2 separate regions of the Sus scrofa genome follow, and region 2 is linked to region 1. Evidence: chromatin contacts called from public Hi-C data. All regions are on one chromosome and are shown on one strand. Each heading gives the region's core, a stretch centred on a gene start, on an enhancer-like site or on the middle of the called end of the contact. The rest is flanking DNA. Distances are from core to core; before and after follow the strand shown.

Evidence for each region. A called contact is a pair of places that touch in the nucleus more often than the background predicts.
Region 2: a contact with region 1 is called in a Hi-C map of liver, with 2.4 times the contacts expected there. The contact joins two enhancer-like sites. A contact is called at or near these places in 1 of 5 promoter capture datasets (liver) and 7 of 47 Hi-C or Micro-C datasets (embryonic fibroblasts, epiblast stem cells, liver and 2 more).

Annotation. Positions count from the first base shown.
Region 1 is chr1:253,609,786-253,617,206 of Sscrofa11.1, forward strand. The region is part of intron 1 of LOC110256075 (a long non-coding RNA gene); the gene reads right to left. Among named protein-coding and RNA genes, the nearest start is that of SAL1, 29 kb to the right of the region's middle. Within about 2 kb of position 3,681, at least 3 of the 83 cell types and tissues checked have an H3K27ac peak or open chromatin away from gene starts, as enhancers often do. A contact at or near this core is called in liver, where this site is marked.
Region 2 is chr1:253,650,532-253,657,952 of Sscrofa11.1, forward strand. No RefSeq gene overlaps it. Among named protein-coding and RNA genes, the nearest start is that of SAL1, 11 kb to the left of the region's middle. Within about 2 kb of position 3,845, at least 12 of the 83 cell types and tissues checked have an H3K27ac peak or open chromatin away from gene starts, as enhancers often do. A contact at or near this core is called in liver, where this site is marked.

The DNA of each region.
Region 1 (7,421 bases), core at 2,431-4,930:
AACTACCAATTAAAAATTATTGTCATGTCAGAAGGTGATCAAAGAGTGTGAAACAAACATGAAGGGGAAAAAATATTATAGCGGCGTGTCTGGCAGTTCATCAGTTAAGGTATTTTATTTTTCTGAATTTTGTGACGTCTGAGGTATATTTCAGCTTTGTGGAATTTGTACCTTGTTGTGATTTATTTTCCCATTCTTTTTTTTTTTTTTTCCAATGGCCACACCCATAGCATATGGATATTCCTGGGCCAGGGAGTGAGTCTGAGCCATCCCTGTGGCTTACATTGCAGCTGTGGCAACACGGCATCCTTGACCCCACTGGCACAGGCCAGGGATCGAACCCAAGCCTCTGTAGCCACCTAAGCCACTGCAGTCGGGTTCTTATCCCACAGTACCACAGTGGGAACTCCTATTTTCTCACTCTTACTAAGTACTTACTTCAATGTCTAATTTTGTTTGGGTAATTTGGAATTTTGTTAAGAAGGTCCCCACATGACATTAGCTTTAGGCCCCACAAAATCTTGCTTTCAATGTGATGTCAGATAAGCTGCCTTCTTGCTGAGCCTAGAAAGTGAAAAGGGTCTGGGGGCGAGTGGCAGGGATGACACTGGGAAAGAAGGTTGAACTACCGAGGGTCTTTGTTTTTCCACGCTCATGGCATATGAAAGTTCCCAGGCTAGGGGTCGAATTGGAGATGTAGCCACCGGCCTACACCACAGCCACATGGGATCTGAGTCGTGTCTGCGACCTGCACCACAGCTCTGGGCAATGCCAGACTCTTAACTCACTGAACAGGGCCAGGGAGCAAACCTGCATCCTCACGGATGCTAGTCAGGTTCATTTCTGCTGAGCCATGATGGGAACTCCCCACAAAGGATCTTAATGCTAAGGGACTCGGGGGGCCTCTCTCCTGCAGAAAGTAGGGAGTCACAGAAGAGTTTTAGGCAAGGGATTACCATGATGGGATCTCCTGTGAGGGCTATAGAACAGGATCTGGGGTCAGGGAGACCTTCAGCAACCCAAGGCCAGAGTCCAGGTGAGGAAGGGGAAGCACAGACTTTCCACTGCTGAGCATCTAGCCATGAACTCACGCAAATTTCAGGAGAGCAAGGATTGCTTCAGAATATTCCCCTTTAAGATGTCTATTTAAATAGCTGCTTGTCTTTTTCTGTCCCCTTTAGTTGTCTCTGTAGAAACAATGTGTTGTATGTTTCTACAGCTGAACAGATGGCTAACATTGTTTTTCAATTGATTTATTCAAGGCAGTTTACTTCATTTTGCTTGTAAGTGATATTACAAAGTTGCTGTAGCTCAAGAATCAGACCACCTTTTGGCATAACACATAGTGAGACGGGCTGGGACCTGGGACCTTTGCTGCAGTGGCTGCAGTGCTTGCAACTAAGCAAACATCTCCTTGAGCCACAACATACAAGGCAACTATAAGGGACTAAAAACAGCTGTGTGCATGCATAGTTGGGGTAAATTATGGATAAGAAAGCACAAAAAAACCCTAAAAACTCAACTGCCACTTCTGAAGAGTCAAGAGCAAAAGCAGGGTACCCTACATGGCCCCAGCACACACCACTCCCAAAGGGGTGGGCAGACCACTTAAGCCACCCCTCTGACCCGACCCCTGGACTAACCCTTACCCTTGTCCCATATAAGGAACCAGCTTGCCCCTGCCCCCCATCCTTGGGGAACAAAGGAAACTGTTGCAGCAGGGACCCAAATGAAGCCTTGCCTGAATTTCTTGTTTTCTTTCTTTCTTTTTTTTTTTAATCTTTTGTCTTTTTAGGGCTGCACCCATGGCATATGGAGGTTCCCGGGCTAGGGGTTGAATCAGAGCTGTGGCTGCCAGCCTATGCCACAGCCAGAGCCACGCAGGATCCAAGCTACGTCTTCAACCTACACCATAGTTCACGGCAATGCCAGAACCTTAACCCACTGAGTGGGGCCAGGGAGCGAACCCACATCCTCATGGATACTAGTCAGGTTCATTAACCACTGAACCATGAAGGGAACTCCCTTGCCTGAATTTTTAACTGGCCTCTTAGCAATCTCTATTGGTTAAAGAAGGCCAAGAACCCGGGTTGGTAACAATAGCAGAAAACTTAAAAAATTCACAGCGTAGCTTGCATAAATCAAACGAAGTCACAATATGCACATGTATCTCACACAATGGACAGCAGTTACTATTCTTACTGGAGTCATTCTGGGCCAACTCTCTATTTTGTAGAATTATGTAGCAGTGTTGATTTGGAATGTCTCTTTGTTCTGAGGTTTTCCCCAAATGGCCACCATTTGTGAGAGAAAAACAAGTCATTGAGTACGTTTCTCAAAGAGAAACGTGATACCAAGAGCCATTTTCCCATCTGTTTACCAAAAAGATTTGCCCTGGCAGAAATAGGCTGCATTAGGGCAGATTGTAAAGTAATGGCCTTAAGAGGATTACCCATTACGCAGCCCTGGCACGCATTAATTTGATTCAATAGCTGAACTAATGTGTGTCTGGCCTTTATTTACCAAGTGCCATAATCTTCAAAGGTTTTGATTAGACATGAGCAAATGAGAAAGAAAAGAAACTCATGCATAGAAATGCTGAAATGGAGTAAAACTGCTGATTCGCAGACCATGTTTTAAATGAAAAGCCCTTCATACAGATTAACCTGTTAAAGTATGAATAGAAGAATTGTTCTTTACAGGAGTTCCTGTCGTGGCTCAGCAGTTAAAGAACCTGACTAGTATCCATGAGGACTGGGGTTCCATCCCTGGCCTCGCTTAGTGGGTTAAGAATCCGGTGTTGCCGTGAGCTATGGTGGAGGTCAGCAGACAGGGCTCAGATCTGGCGTTGCTGTGGCTGTGGTATAGACTGGCAGCTACAGCTCCGATTCGATCCCTTGTCTGGGAACGTCCATATGCCACAGGTGTGGCCCTAAAGAAAGAAAAAAAAAAAAAAAAAAGGAAAAGAAAAGAAATTGTTCTTTACAAATATTTGATTGGAAAATGAACCCATATTTAACAGAACTTGTGAGGTATAGTAATACATTGAAAGATGCTAAATTATATGCCATTTTTACTCTGTGGACAGAAATTTTTCTATGGCCTTGTGGGGGGGAGCTTGAATAGTAATAAACACATTCTATTTTAAGTACATAGTTTTCTACTTTAAGTCCTTGCTCCCCCCAAATATAGTAGATTCTCGTGGGACATTGTCTAAGCTGACACTGGGCGAGCTTGAGGGACACCCATGGCTGCCCAAGCTGAGCCCCTCCCGTCTAAGATCTCAAAGCCATGTCAGGGGCAGAGGCGGCCGGCCAAAGGGATGAGATCAAACTGTTTACACAGGAGGAGGACAACGAGTACAAAATCTCTCTCCCTCTTCTGTCTGTACAGAGTGTCCTCCACGAGGATCATTTAATCAAACACACCTTTATATGCCAGGGGTTACTTTAAGTTACAAGCAGAGTCTTAATTCTGCAACCGGAATGTCCACTTCAATATTTTCATGAACATTTCCATGCCCGTTTCAAAGATGGGTCTTCACGCCTCTCGAGGGACCAAGGCCACTACAGGCTTCCGTGGAGGGTTTTTCCTTCCCCCCACTTCTCCCCTCTTAGACTCCTGTGGGCAGTTTCTGGCCTCTCTGAGATTGGAGGGAGGAAAAGGCAACAGAGAGGAGTGGAAGTGTTTGCACTTGGCCAACACTATCCTCACGTGGCTTTGTGCTCCCTGGACTTGACGAGTGTTTACAGCTGACCTTTGAAAGCTGAACTTTCTTTTTCTTTTTCTTTTTTTTTTTTCTTCTTCAAATGAACAGGTTTTATTTTATGACTTGTGCTTCTTGGGTAAGAAAACTTTGCTTACTGTAAAATTTTAGCCTAAATTTCCTTCTTAAAGCTTTAGTTATTTATTCATTTGCCTATGCCCAAGGCATGTGGAAGTTCCTAGGCCAGGGATCAAACCCACTCCACAGCAGCAGCAGACCCAAGCCACTGCCGGGACCCCGTTGGAGTCTTAACCCGCTGTGCCGCAAGGGAACTTCGAAGCTTTATTATTTTACATTTCATACTTAAAATGGTACCTCCTCTCAATTTCATTTTTCCATCTTCTATGAAATCACAACATTTAATTGACAAAGCACTTACTGGAAAGAACAGCCTTTCTCCCATTATATTGCATTATTGCCTTTGCCAAAAGTGAGTGAATGATGCATGGGTGTTTCTGGAACCTTTATTCTGTTCCTCTGGTCAATTTATCTTTGTGCCCATACCACATTTGGGCTTTGTAACAACTCTTGATATCTGGCGCTACAGGTTCTCTAGTTCTTTTCTAGAAGATAGCTTTGACAATTGGTCTTCAGCATTTTTATATGACATTGAGAATTTTGAATAAAAAAAGTTGCTAGGATTTTGAGTGAGATTACATCAAATATGTGACTTAATCTGGGGAAAACAGATACTTTTTTAAGATTGTCCCGGAGTCCAGGAACAGGATATCTACCTCTCACTGTTCTATAATTTTTTTTCTGGATACAATTCTTGAAAACATAGAGTTAGGCACTTAAGGATTTCTGATACTACTGTAAGTGGGGTTGCTTTAAAAATTTTCATTTTCTGTATTCATTGCTGGTATATTAAAAACCAAGTTTTGCATAGCAACCTTATATGCAGGGATTCTGCTAAATCTACTCAATTCCAATTATCTGCATATTCCCGAGGATTTTCTACATACAACATCATGTTATCTGAAAATTAAAATTTTACTTTTTTCTAATCCATAAGCCTTTTCATTCTTTTTTCCTCCTTACTTTCCTGGCTAGGTCCTTCTGCACAAAACGATTGAATTAAAAACGAGTGACCACAGATACCCTTGTCTAGTTTTTTGATCTTGGGAGAAATTTTCAATATTTCACCATCTGATATGCTGTTTGTTGTAGTTTAAGATATTCGTTACCCCAAAAAAGGAAGTTCCTTTCTATCCACAGTTTGCTAAGAACACGAATGAATCCTGCATACTAGATTACTTTTCTTCAGTGTGATGGATTACGGTGATTGGTTTTTTATTATTGAAATACCCTCACATTCCTGGAGTAAGACCCATTTGATCACTGTTTTTTACTTTTTTTTCCCCAGAACCAAAACCCATCTGTTTTGCTGGCTCAGGATCTGGTCATGTGACCACTATAAACGGGTTACTGGTGATTAGAATGAAATTATCATGATTGGTTTAGATTACTCAGAATTTACCCTCTGTGTCTAAAGCTGACCTTTTTTTTTTTTTTTTTTTTTTTTGTCTTTTCCAGGGCCGATCCCAGGGCATATGGAGGTTCCCAGACTAGGGGTCTAATCAGAGCTACAGCTGCCGGCCTACACCACAGCCATAGCCACACGGGATCTGAGCTGCGTCTGTGACCTACACCACAGCTCACAGCAATGCCGGATCCTTAACCCACTGAGCAAGGCCAGGGATCGAACCCACAACCTCATGGTTCCTTGTCGGATTTGTTAACCACTAAGCCACAACAGGAACTCCAAAGCTGACCTTTCTTAAGGTGGATCCTCTGAGAGGTTTCACTGACTAGGCCCCCATGCTGGAGGCAGTGCTCCTTTGACTGGCTTCTTCCTTTTTTTAAACAATTAATTTTTTTAATAAATAGAAAATGCATATAGAACAAAGTAAAACATATAAAAGGGCATAAGTAAGGAATAAGTTTCTCTTCCATTTCTGTTTCCAGCCACTCAGTTCCATTTCTCAGGGAACAATTGTTTTAGGTCCCTTTTTTTTCCATAAATTTTCTATTCACATACAAGTATAAACATTTAACAATTGATCTATCACCTATCATCTGTTTGTTTTTTAAAATTACTCAATGAATTTTATTACATTTATAGTTGTACAATCATCCCAACCCCAGTTTTATAGCATTTCTATCCCAAACCCTCAGTGCATCCCCCCACCCCCCAGCCAGTCTCATTTGAAAACCGTAAGTTTTTCAAAGTCTGTGAGTCAGCATCTGTTCTGCAAAGAAGTCCAATCTGTCCTTTTTTTAGATTCCACATGTAAGTGATAGCATTTGATGTTGATGTCTCATTGTCTGACTGACTTCACTTAGCATGATAATTTCTAGGTCTATCCATGTTGCTAAAAATGCTGGTATTTCTTTCCTTTTAATGGCTGAGTAATATTCCATTGTGTATATGTGCCACTTCTTCTTTATCCACTCCTCTGTCGGTGGACATTTAGGTTGTTTTCATGTCTTGGCTATTGCAAATAGTGCTGCAATGAACATTGGAGTACATGTGTCTTTGCGAGGCATGGTTTTCTCTGGATAGATGCCCAGGAGTGGGATTGCTGGGTCAAATGGTAGTTCTATTTTTTAGAACTGAGGAATCTCCATACTGCTTTCCACAGGGGTTGCACCAATTTACAATCCCACCAACAGTGTCATAGGGTTCCCTTTTCTCCATATCCCCTCCAGCACTTAATGTTTATAGACTTTTTGATGATGGCCATTCTGGCTGGTGTAAGGTGGTACCTCAGAGTGGTTTTGATTTGCATTCCTCTAATACTGAGTGATGTTGAACATCTTTTCATGTGTTTTTGGCCATCTGTATGTCTTCTTTGGAGAATTGTCTGTTTAAATCTTCTGTTGACTGGCTTGTTCCTATCTGTAACTCCTCCCACCCCCAACTAGCATCTTCCTATAGGGCATCACAGAATCCCCCCAGAAGGTTGTCCTTTTGAGCAAGAGTCTTGTTAATCCTGGCCAACATTCTGCAACCATTTCTGAGAAGTTGTGGGCTTTGCCTTGCTTTTTGGAAAGAATACAGTTATTTTCCAAACACAGACTCAACTCTGCTCCATGGCTGCTTTGGCTTTCTTAGTTATGAATCAGATGCTGGTTCCCCAGACCCCCCAAGAGCAGACAACAGGTATTTGAACCCATCAGATGCACTGGCTCCCTGAACAAGGTCAAATGGAGATAAGAGAGCAACCACAGATAAAGAGTCTGGCGGAACTGGCCAGGTGAAACACCAAGCCTAATTTGCAATGAGCAATCATTCAACCTTGAATTTCCTGTAACCCACAGGCTAGAGCCAAAAACTTGATTAACTTCAAGTTAAAAACGGCTAACAAGAATCTGTCATAGGTGATACAGTGTGTTTCATATGGCAACACACAAAGAGCCACCTAAGCTCTTATTGTCCCATCAGTGGTGCTTTAGTCATTTGGTGACCGCTAGATGTCCCCATTGTAAAGTATTTTTTGGTTCTGCAATTATAAAGCAAAGTTGCTTTAAAAATACTCTCATTGACCAATATTCTTATTGAGTTTTAAAGCATCCCTGTACCTTAGTGGATTCGGGGCTCACTTTATCATATTTATACACCTATAAGTCATCTTTAGTTATCTTTAAGTGG
Region 2 (7,421 bases), core at 2,595-5,094, 41 kb after region 1:
TGGGAACCGACTAGTCTTTTCTGAGTGTCCACGAAAAGTGAAGAGTAGGGAGTCTGAAGACAAGGTCGTACCATCAGGAGGGGAAAAAAAAAAAAAAAAAGCAAAACACAAAACAGAACAACAAAAAAAAGAGCTTACAAGTAACACCAGAGTTCCACAAGAAAGCTTGGGATCGGCTGGCTGCATTCGGAGTGAGTCCCTTCCAAAATCCCTTTGGACTTTTGCTCATAGCTTTGCCTCAGGTGATTGTCTTGATCATTCCTGCACCAGACACTGACTGAGCTCTAAAGGGAAGGAACTGGATCCCATTCTTCTGTTTTCTGTTTCCTCCTGGGCTTAGGGCACAACAGGTACTGAATTTACACACTTTTTAAACCAAATATAGATTTCTTACCAGTTAACCTTTTTGCCTGGCGTCCTGAAAAGAAGCAAGTCCTTTAAGCCATGGGTCCAAATACTTTTTTTTCTGGAAAAGCAAAGTCTTCATAAAATCATAGAAATTCTTCTATTGAAAACTAGCAAAGCAGGAAAATGAAATTGGCAACAAGGTGGCAGAAGCAAAGAGATTTTATTTTTCTCCAGGAGAACTAAGGAGAGCTAATTCTATTCACTTAGAATGTTACTTGCTGTGATGTATTGATAAGAATCATGATATCACAACTGAACAGTTAAAATCTGGCAATCAGTTTAAGTGACCTCCCTTTAAAGGAAATAACTTCAACTTTAGTTAGTTGTATGTGAAGTGGGACAATTGGGTTACTTGTTAGTTTCTATAGCTTTCTCCAGCTTACTCAGAAACCTATACCAAATGCACTGGATCATATTCAGGGGGTAACTGCAGAAAACATGGCATGTGTTAAGTTTAACCATATAAAACTGTTATTTTATATGTCAAAAAACAGCTGATTATTGGCAGTTTCTTATGGTTCAACTGAATAGCAGTGATGCTACCACTGACATTAATGGTTTTCTTTTCCTAAAATGTAATTATTAATCTTAAATTATAGAATTGTATCAAAAAGATACATGCACCCCTATGTTCATAGCAGCATTTTTTACAATAGCCAAGACATGGAAACAACTTAAATGTCAGTCAATGGATGAATGAAAAAAGACGATGTAGTACATATATACAATGGAATACTACTCAGCCATAAAAAAGAATGAAATAATGCCATTTGCAACAACATGGATGCAACTAGAGATTCTCATTCTAAGTGAAGTCAGTCAGAAAAAGAAAGACAAATACCATATGATGTCACTTATATGTAGACTCTAAAATATGACACAAATAAACCTATCTATGAAACAGAAACGAATTCACAGATACAGAGAACTGACTTGTGGTTGCCAAGAAGGGGGGGAAGGGATGAATTGGAAATTGAAGATTAGCAGATGCAAACTATTTTACATAGAATGGGTAAACAACAAGGTCCTACTGTGTAGCACAGGGAACTATATCCAATACCATATAATAAACCATAATGGAAAAGAAAATAAAAAAGAATGTATATATATGTGTGTGTGCGTGTGTGTAACTGGATCACTTTTCTGCATGGAAAAAATTAACACAACGTAAATCAACTATACTTCAATTTTTTTTTTAATTATAGAAATTTTTTTGAGCCACACCTGCAGCATATGGAATTTCCCAGGCTAGGGGCTGAATCAGAGCTGCAGCTACCAACCTATGCCACAGCCACAGGAATGCAGAATCCGAGCTGCATCTGTGACCTACACTGCAGCTTTTGGCAACACTAGATCCTTAATCCACTGAGCGAGGCCAAGGATTGAACCTTCATCCTCATGGATACTAGCTGGGTTCTTAGCCCACTGAGCCACAATGGAAACTCCCCAAATTACAGAATTTTAAAACATACTTTCATCATAACGTGAGAAACTTTTAAAAATCGCTAAAGAAGTGCTTAAAACTGATCTACTAGGTGTGCCTATATGAATTTGGCAATGACTGGTATTTCTTGGGCTTTGCCTTACTTAGTTCACTTAATATACATTAGCTCAGAACCTGTATTCTCTTAAGAGTTTGGGAGTCAATTTTCCAGAATAACCATTAGTTTTGATATTGGCATTTAGGTTTGAATGCAAAACAACTGAAATAGTTTTTGAATAGCATATATGGGACATATTTTTAAAATATATGCTTTAAAAATCTAGTCTTTTCAAATATATTATTTACTAATCTAGAATCATATGCCTTGTTTATCATAAAGCTGGTATATAAACAGTTTTGTACAATGAGAAGTACTGATTTGTGTGACATTCCATGTTAAATGACTATGTTCAGTTTAACTGCATGTGGTGTAGTCCATCCAATCATATGTTTTGGAAAAGGATCCTTATTCAATAACGTTTTAATTTAGTACATAGAAAAATGAAGGAGAGAGTGAGTGGGTCAAATGCTGATGAAAAGTCAAGTAAAATGACAGTAGAAAAAACGTCAGTGAGATTTAGCATCCTGAACATAAGAGAGGACCTTAGAAAGATCTGTTCGTACGGAGCCTCTCTAAGATCTCTGTAACTGTCCATGCTCGGACTTGTCCCAGATAATCTAGGGATGAAAGAGGAAGAATTCGTAACTGCATTTCCATCAGGAGCTTGGGACGCCCATCGAAGCTGATTGAAGTTGCCAGAGAGGAAGGCCGACCCTGCGAGCTGATCAGAGGCTGAAAGGGCTGCGCGGTTCCGGAGCGCCCTCTGGCGGCCATCTAGAGGACCGCCCTGCCTCGCACAGCCGCACGGTGACCACTCCCGGGAAACTGGAGCAGCAGCCTCTTCCGGCTTCCTCTCTTTCTCTGTGCATTGTGAGATTTCTGAGGTCAGAAGTATTAAATGTTTATTTCTGTATATTTACATACATATGTAAATATAATTTGCAACTATCAGCTGAAGAGTCTCAGTAGAGTACAGCAGGGCTTACCCACATAGTACTCTTTAAAAATTGGCCAGTCTTATTTGGATACATTTGAGAAATGCAGCCACGGCTACTGGCTCCAATCTTCATCTTGTTGAGTTCCATTCACAAGTGTAACCTATTTTCTACACAACTGCTGGAGCAAACTTTCAAAAATGGAAATGAGATCATCTTACTGCTCAACACCTCCATCTTCTCCATCATTCCCAGAAAACAGCCAAACTGCTTCCGGCATTGACCTCTCCAAGCCCAGCCTCATGTCCTGGCTTTTGCTGTTCCCCAAACATGTCGTGCTTGTTTTTACCCCATGACCTTTGCAACATCTATATTCCCTCAAAAACATGTTTCTCCTACACCCTGGCAAGGCTTGTTCTTCCTAAAGACTCTCCCTGCTTTGTTCCTCCATAGCACATAGTCCCTGAAATTTTATTATATATTTGTTTCACTTGCTTGCTTGTTGTCTGTCTCTCTGAGTAGATATAAACTAGACTATACACTCCCGGAGTCTTTCATCAGGAAGACAACTCTCAGGACGTGAGACCCGAGCTGAGACCCTAGGGTGAGCACGTGCCAACCACGTGAAACATCCAGGCAAGAGCTTTCAGATGGAGGGAACGGTGTGTGTAGAGTGTGTGCAAAGAACAGAAAACAGACCAGGGTGGCCGGATCCCAAGGAGCAGGGAGAAGGGTGTGAAATGGAGTTAAGCTATTCATAGGGAAGAGTCAGGTTATTGTGGGATTGATAAAATAAGGAGTTTGAACTTTATCCAGAGTACAAACAATTGAAGGCTTTTAAGCCGAGAAGGGAACAGGATCAGATTGGAGTTTTCCAAAGATCACACTGGCTGCTGCGAGCTGGGAGGCATGGTGGTGGCGCAAGACAGGAAGCACGAGTGAACGTCCTCGCACTGCTATGTGTGCTTTCTGAACTTCTGTAATCCGATTCCCAGAAGGGGAAGTTCTAGGTCAGGAGGGAAGCACTTTTGGCCTTTAAATACGTCTCCAAATTACTCAGCTATCACCTCCTAGAAGAGCCTTCTGTGACCCTGTCCTCTAGGTGTGTCAACCCTTGTTCTTTATTTTGTGGCACTTTATTTTCTGCTAAGCACAGATAATGAGACATAAGTTCTTGCATTTATTTGCTTTTTTGTCATCTTCTCATTTTTTCTCAAGAAGGCAGGACCATCTCTTATTCCCCACTGTACTCACTTCCCCGGGGACGGGTCTTGGCATCGCAGACAGTAAGCGAAGGTTTGCTAAATAGATAATTGCCCTCCAAAGAGCCTGCACAAATTGAGACTCCCAGCAACAACATGAGGAAGTCTGATTTCTTCAACCAAAAAAAGATATTACTACTCTTTTTGGGGGGAGGGGACATAAATGATATTTTCATACTTTGTCATTTATTTACATTCTTTAATTCAAACTACCAGGTGATATCTCTATATGCTAAAAGAATGACAGAAAAACAAACAAAAAAACCAAAACACGAGAAAGCCAAAACATCACAGATTGGAAGAATGTAGAACAAACGGAATTCTCAGACATTGCTGGTGGAATGTAAAATGAAACAAAACTGATTTATATACTGAGGAATGAAAAAAATCTAACAGCAAGGACCATCACACTTAAATTTGAGGAAAAAACCCAAAAGAACCTAAGAGCTACAAAGAAAAAATAAGTCACATACAAAATCAGAATGGCATTCTTAAAACAGGACCACTGGAAGTTAGAAAACAGTGGAGAAATAGCTTAAAAATTCTGAGAGAATGATGATTTTTTTTGACCTAGAGTTCTACATCCAGCCATACTCTCCATCAAGGGCGAGAGCAGAATAAAGTCAGTATGAAGAGTGAACATTCACTTCCTTGTATCCTTTATCAGGAAGTTTCTGGAGGAAGAGATTCACAAAATGAGGAAGGAAACAAAGCAAAAGAAATATGTGAGAAATGAAATGGACACATGGGAGAAGCCAAGGGAACTCTTAGGCTAATGGCAAAGGATCATTCCCAAGAGGAAAGCAGCAAAGTTGGCACAAGAGCAAACATCTGACTGGAGAGGGTGAAAAGCTCCAGGAACGTGTCTCCAGGTTTACGAGAAGAAGGAGGGGGAAAAAATGTTTAAATTGAAAAAACGGGTTCCCGCTCTGGCACAATGGGATCAGGGGCATCTTGGGAGCACCTGGACACAGGTTTGATCCCTGCCCCCAGCACAGTGGGTTAAGGCTCCGGCACTGCCGCTCCGATCTGACGCCTGGCCGGGGAACTCCATCTGCCGTGGGGCAGCCAAATAAATAAATAAATAAATAGAAGAAGAAGAAGGAGGGGGAGAAGGACAAAGCGGAGAAAGAGGAGGAAGAAAAGAAATCATTAAAAAGCAGTTTGTACTTTCATCAGCTACTTGAATAAGGGAGCGTGCATAAAGAAAATACAAAGCAATAAAAACTCCAAGGAAAACAGACATTTTTAGGAGGAGATAATGTAACAACATTATGTGATGAAGTTCTGGCATGAATCTTTTTGGTTTTTGTTTTTTGGTTTTTTTTTGTCTTTTTGCCTTTTCTAGGGCCGCTTCCCGTGGCACATGGAGGCTCCCAGGCTAGGGGTCGAATTGGAGCTGCAGCCACAGGCCTACACCAGAGCCACAGCAACATGGGATCCGAGCCGCGTCTGCAACCTACACCACAGCTCACGGCAACACTACAGCTCACGGCAACGCCGGATCGTTAACCCACTGAGCAAGGCCAGGGATCGAACCCGCAACCTCATGGTTCCTAGTCGGATTCGTTAACCACTGAGCCACGACGGTAACTCCTGGTGTGAATCATATTTAAAGGGACCAAATAGTGTAAAGCCTGGGCTCAAGCCACCTGTCTTGGAAGCCTCCATACCCAGCCTAGTTCTACACACACATGGGTGCACTGAGGGTAGCCTTGGATGAGCTGTAGGCTCTGGGAACCAGGCTCCTGGAGTTTCCACTGGTGGCACGCAGCCCCCACAGGGCACCTAACTCACTGAGCTGCCTCTCCTCTGCGGTGGTCTCGCCCGAGGCTGTGGCCATGCTCCTTGCTCTGTGCACCACACAGACAGCAGGGATCAATCTGTAAACTGACTGGTAAATCCAAGCATGTGCTTCTGAGCAGGGCTAGTTTCCCTGGAGCATGACCCATGCGGTCACACAGAGCCCAGTGCTCAGGGAGCCTGGACTTGGTTTAACGGGCTGCTGCCATCATCTTGAAATCCCCAATCATTTGAAGTCCAAGGGGACAATGGACCGTGTGCGTGAGCAGATTCGTACATCACTCGGGTCTGCCATTCCTCGTCATGCCATTTGCACTGGATGGTCACGGTGTCCACGAACACAGAGTTGCACCCACAATGCAGAGGAATTCAGCAAGATGCAAAAAGGTACCAGTGCTGGATCTGCAACCGAGCGACAGCCTCTGAGACACCATGCTTTCTGTTTGAACCGCATACTTGATTCCAACTCAGAAGGAAGGCAGTGGCGTTAGAAGAAACACAGACCCACAAGGACCCATATCATGTCCTTTTACACGAAACTTACTTCCCTACATTTACTTCTGCTGAAAATCATGACAAAGATGGGAAGGAAAAGATAGGGGAACACATAGCTCCTTTTTCTTGGTCCTTACTCATGCAGAAGCTGAAGGGAGAGAGTGCTCGTGGAATGTGCAATAGGAAGACGTGAAAGAAAAAGTGAGCTGTGTAGCATTTCTGCTGCTCGGGTAGAACGAGATACGTGTGCATATATGAAGTACAGAACACAACTTGTTTAGTTTTGGTGATTTTGCATATTCCTTAAATGCTATTATATTGCATTAAAAGCTAGCACTGTGCAATGTAGGGGTGAAAAGGAAAATGTATGCAAATAATTTCAATTTTCCTTTAAGGAAAATGACAATAGGTAGAAAATTAAAAGTACCAAAAAGTCCACAGAGGAAGGGAAAAAACCTCGTGTTTTCATACCTTTCAGGGTATTTTTCTTCTGCTTTTTGAACAAGGATCCCTGCAATGTCATTTTGCACTGGGCCCCACACATTTTGTAGCCCCCCGCTTCTGAGCTCCCTTCCTATTGTCATTTGTCATTAGTGTATTTTTGTTTCCTTTTGTCTCCCCCACTTTGTCTTGATTAGGTTAACTAGAGGTTGTATAATGTTTTTAAAATTTTTCCCTCAAAGTAAGGATTTTGATTTACATATTAGTTCAACTGCCTTTCTACATCACTAGTGTCTGTTTTTATTTTTATTATTTCCTTTATTTCTCGTTCTACCTTATGGCTTTTGGGGGGGGGTGCTGTGCCTGCAGCATACAGAAATTCCTGGGCCAGGGACTGAACCTGTGCCACATCAGTGACCTGAGCTGCCAGATCCTTAACCTGCTGCACAACAAGGAAACTCCACATTACAGGCTTTTTGAGTTGGGAATTAATTTCTTTATTTTCTCCCATTGTAATCGACATGCCCTCAAGT